Regions from separate parts of the Gossypium hirsutum genome. Here region 1 is linked to region 2. A link is a contact called in public Hi-C data. All regions are on one chromosome and are shown on one strand. Each heading gives the region's core, a stretch centred on a gene start, on an enhancer-like site or on the middle of the called end of the contact. The rest is flanking DNA. Distances are from core to core; before and after follow the strand shown. Region 1 holds the start of LOC107903709. Region 2 holds the start of LOC107892236.

The links. Hi-C and Micro-C count contacts between places; a contact is called where the count stands out from the background.
Region 1: a Hi-C map of leaf shows a contact between it and region 2, with 2.2 times the contacts expected there. The contact joins the promoter of LOC107903709 here to the promoter of LOC107892236 in region 2. A contact is called at or near these places in 3 of 34 Hi-C or Micro-C datasets (callus and leaf).

The regions. Positions count from the first base shown.
Region 1 is chrD05:40,683,557-40,686,256 of Gossypium_hirsutum_v2.1, reverse strand. It overlaps LOC107903709, which reads left to right and starts at 1,309. Exons shown (of 6, transcript XM_016829855.2): 1 at 1,309-2,022.
Region 2 is chrD05:40,532,126-40,534,829 of Gossypium_hirsutum_v2.1, reverse strand. LOC107892236 reads left to right here and starts at 1,258. Exons shown (of 9, transcript XM_016817257.2): 1 at 1,258-1,492; 2 at 2,214-2,565. The coding sequence starts at 2,243.

The DNA of each region.
Region 1 (2,700 bases), core at 60-2,559, 150 kb before region 2:
GATTTTAAAAGGTCTTAAAGATGAGAACTTGAATAATAAATTTGGTTCTTGAATAAAGTATTTATCCTGAAATGTAGTATTCCTTGCTCATGTTTAGGTATGAGCTCGGGTAAAGGGTGTTACAGTGTTTGATACTAAACCTAAAACTATGTATTTATATGACAAAATTCACATAAGGGAGAAAAGATAAAAGTGCCCTTGATGAATTAAAGCACTTTTTTCTATTAGTAGATTTGTATTGCAAACTTCTAGCCTATTTTTGGGCACATTTTTTTTTGTTAGCTTTGAGTCACGAATTAAGTCTGATTAGATCCTCTAGTTCCCTTCAAAATGATATATTATAAACTCAAATCAGAATTTTATAACTTAAGTTATAGTCAGAATACTAAAATAGTTATAGTCAGAATACTAAAATAGTATCAAGTTAAAAGTCTCAATAGAGAAACTTATCAAAATTAATATTTAAGTTTATTTTTCTCCAATTCTTTCACCTAATCCATTAAAAATCAAATCAAATAATTAATAAGTCAAATAACACAAACAAAAAACTATCACAAATAAATTAAAATATATGAAATCATGATTACAAAAACGCAAGCCCACGTAATTTTATAATAATAAGATGTTAATATATCAATCATCTGACACGCTGCTTTATCAAGAACTAAAACCTTTGAATAAGAAAACTTTCTTTAATTTTATTTGGAACTAACATTATTAGATCGTCAAAATTGAACAAATTTCAATAATGATGATCATACTGTACATAATTAGGCCCCCAATTGTTTGGAATAAATAACAGACGTAAGGCTTCAGCTTGATTAGATGTAAAACAGTGAAATCATTATATGCCCACTTGTCCCAAATCAAAATCAGTCCACCAATTCAATACAACTACAGTTGAATAAGGACAGGTGTTATCATAGCAGACTTGATGGGGTTTTAAATTTCCAAATCACACAATCACTTAATTATTAAAATTATAAAATAGTTTGATAATTTTAATAATTTATGTTAAAACCACAAATGATAATAAATTTAATTTTTAATTTTTATATATTATATGAATTTAATCATAATTTTAAAAAATAACCCTAAAAGTTTACAAATAATATCAATTTAATCTTAACTCTAAAAAATTTAAAAAAATACATAAAAATCATTTTAAAAATATAATAATAAATTTAAATTTTATATTAATATTAAATAAAACAAGAATCCCCATCCCCATCCCTCTCCTTCTCTTCCTCTCCCACCGGAACTCCCATATTTTAAACAATCCAAAATGCCTCTGCTGTTCTCTGTATCTCTAGTTTCCTTTACCCATTTTTTTTCTCTTCTTTGTTTCTTCTAAATAAACACAAAATAAAAATTAAAAGAATCTTCCAAAAATTTATTTCAATTTAATTTTTGAGAGACAAAATAAAAAAAAAGCAACAATTTTCATCCCTTGAATGGGGTGGTGAGGGAGTGAGTAGGATGGTGGGAAAGAAAAGAATAATTAAAATGATCCAACTATCTAAATTTGGATGTCTAAATTGAATTTTTTTAGTTTAAATATAAAATAAAAACTTTTTACAATTGGACAAATGTACCCATTTATATTTGTTGAAAAGGAAAAAGGAAAGGTGGACACGCGGTGAAGTCTAAAACCCCAAGATATTATTACATTTATACAGAAGTAGAGATTATCCAAATAAAAATGGAACCCCGTTAAAAAGGAAGGTCTCAAATTAATAAATTAAGATCACCGTCCAGAATTTAGACGTGTTTTACAGGAATCTTCCGTTTCTGGGGGTTGAATGGTTGAAGACTTTCTTATTTTCTGAAGACCAAGCTCGTTGCCGCCTTTAAATTAATTGCGTGTTTCATGTGCTTCAACTGTTTTGTCGCTTAACTTCTATAATTCTAAAGCAAAAGCAAAAAGTTTTCTACTCACAATTTCCTATTGCCTAAACTACTGATTTTTTTTTCACGTGGAATCTCAACTGGAATGAATATTCTTGTCGCCAGATTCACATTGTAAGTTGAACCCATTTTTCTCTCTTTTTTTTAATTAATTTTTCATTGCCAGTGTTGTTAGATTTCTGCTCGGATGTTCATGCGTTTCTGTTTCTGGGGTTTCTAGTCTACGCCTTTATCTTTTGATCATAACATTTTAGGTTGGCCTGGGAATTTGGATTTCAGATTTTAAAATGGTGCAAATTCGATGATAAAAACTTATAATAAATATAATTTGTCGATTTTTTGGAGTGGTGAATTTGAAATACGTGTAGATAATTATGATCTTGAATTTCATATTTTCATAGTTTATATAACAAATGAAATTTGAATTCAAATATTCTATTTCTTGTTTCAAAACATACTATTTGATGGATTGCGGTTCCAGTTGATCTTGGATTTTGCTGAGAACCATTTACTGCTAAGAAGTTGTCATAGTTTCATTTATGCATAAATCTTTTATGTGGCTTTTTTTTTTAGGAGATTAGCTTTATTTGATTAATTGTTTCGAGGGTTTGTATTTGGGGATTATTGTTGGTTGAATTTGATTGCAGGAGTCTTTCCAAGGTTTCCTTGTTATACTTTCTTTGAGAGGTGTACTTTCAGTTAACCAGCTGATGAAAAGCTATATTGCCATGACTCTTATTTTTTACTAAACCATGTTTATCACCCGAATTTGGCGCATATTTAGACAGTGGT
Region 2 (2,704 bases), core at 9-2,508:
AGTGTTGATTTGATTAATTTTATAAGTTTAGGGTTCAATTGTCCAAAAAATTGGGTTATTTTACTTAAATAACCTAAAAAAAAATTAATTACGTAAATGACTTTAATTAAAAACAATCACCTAAATAACCTGAAATGAACAATAAAATTGAGTTATGAGGACTAGATGGTCGACACTACTATTTTTTCTATTAAAAAAATAATTTTTAGGGTTTTGGACACTAGATGGTTGGCACCCATGTCTTTTTTTTCAAATTCTTTTTTAGGGTGCTGGCACACTGATGGCCGACACCCCTTTAACTGATTAAAAAAATATTTTGATGAGGTATCAGGTGCCGACCAACAAAGACCCAAACTCACCCAACAAAAGGGGATGAGAATATTGCAATATTAACTCCTCCTTATTTTCCCATCTTTTTTATTTCCGAAGTTTGCTTACATATTTTATATTTTAAAATAATATTAGACTCCTTATCATGTTTCTTAATTATTATTGCGTCACTCACATTATTATTAAATTTAAAAATTAATTTAAATTTAATATGCACAGTAAAATTAGATTTTTTTTATAAAATTAGAACCTCCTTTAATGATTTTCATCTATAAAAAAATTCTAATTTAATTGTGCATATTAAATTTAAATTAATTTTTAAACTTAATAATAATGTGAGTGATATAATAATAATTAACAAACATGACAAGGAGTCCAATATCATTTTAAAATATAAAATATGTAATCAAACTTAGGAAATAAAAAAGATGGGAAAACAAGGAGGAGTCAATGTTGCAATATTCCCATCCCCTTTTGTTGGGTGAGTTTAGGCCTTTGTTGGCCGGCACTTGACACCCCAAAAAAATAATTTTTTTAACCAGATAAAAGGGTGTCGTGCCGGCCACTAGTGTGCCAGTACCCAAAAAAACTTTTTTTTGAAAAAAATATATGGGTGCCGGCCATCTAGTGTCGAAAACCTCAAATTATTTTTTTAATAGAAAAAATAGTGGTGCCGACCATCTAAGTCCCCATAACCTAATTTTATTTTTCATTTCAGGTTATTTGGATGATTTTTTTTGAATTTGGGTCATTTACGTAATTAATTATTTTTTGGAGTTATTTTAGTAAAATAACCAAAAAATTGAAAAAGACTTAATTGAATTTTTTTGAAAATTTTCGAGGATCTACAATACCATTAAGCCAAATATTTAATACGCCGTCATCAGTGATCACAATAATTCAGCGTCGCGTAAAACAACTAAATTTGTTCCCACGTTTATTTTTGTGATTGTTAGGAAACGTGTCGTGTTTTTAAAGAATGTGTAAGTAGAAGGTAGAAACCTCTTAGCTCGGGTCTCATTTGCCTCCTCAGACTTGACTGACACAAAAATTTGACTCCCAAGACAAAATTGATTGGGTTTTTTTTCTTCTGGAAATTCCCAATTCCAGTAACAACGATTCCAATAAATCAGGATCCAAAGGGAAGAACACTCCAATAAAGGTAAACAGTACTGAAACTCTGCTTTTGTTTTTTGCACTCAAAACTACGATTACAAACCAAAAGCTTGTTCTAGCTTCAACCTGGAGTCTCTTGTTCGATCAAATTCTTAATATTCTTATTCGCAAACTGTACGAGCCTTAAAACCCATTTTTCTTTTCATAGTTATCGACTTTCCTCTCTTCCATTTTTAGTGTGATCTTAGCTTTATTTAATGTGCCCATTATTTCTATATTTATGTTTAGTCTTGTTGTTTAGTTTTCTTGTTCTACTTCCTCTGTATCTGCTTCCTTCTGTTGAACTTAGTTCTATGGGAAGAACCCATCTAAAGTAAGGATTTTGGCTCTAGATTTTTGTTTTTATTTTTTTAGTCCTTTAATAATCATTTTTTTTTCTGACTTTTTATTAAATGGTCTTCTAGCAATTAAATACTATAACCCCATTTATTCTCAAAAAATTACTCTTTTGGGAGCTTAATATAGTAACTTTGCTTTCCAGCTTCTAGTTTTTGATTGATTTTAAGAATTACCCTTCGGAATGTTAATAATAAATTATGAGTACCAATGGAACAAGTAGTAGCAATTTCTCGGTATGTTACTCCACCACTTTGTCTTTCTTAAAGTATTAGTGTTGATACCCGTGTTAGACACAAGCTTTGAAGGACCTTTCTGGGAGAAAGATTTAACATTACAGAGTAACATAGATTTCTTGAGTTTCTTAACAGGATCCCCTAAACATACTTGGCAGCCTAACATGACTGCCGATACCACGACCTTAAGCTACTGGTTGAACTGGAGGTTCTCATTCTGTGCATTGTTCATCCTAACCTCAATGGTTGTGGCAGCAATTATAATCTGGAAATTTGAAGGTCGGAAAAGATCGGAAAATCGAGAGGTAGAAAATAGGAAGGAATCTCCGGGGATCTTATATGAGGATGAAACTTGGAAAACATGTCTTGAAGGCATTCACCCTGCTTGGTTGCTGGGTTTCAGAGTGTTTGCTTTCTTAATGCTTTTGGCATTACTTATGGCCAATGCTGTCATTTCTGGAGGTGGCATATTTTACTTTTATACTCAGTAAGTGATATCTCTTAACCTTTCCTATTCTTGGTTATATTGAATGCAATTTTCTTGATTTAATGAACTTGAATGACTTTTCTTCATCTTGCTGAGGGTTCATTATATATTGTTTCTCTATGTTACTCTGACTCAGGTG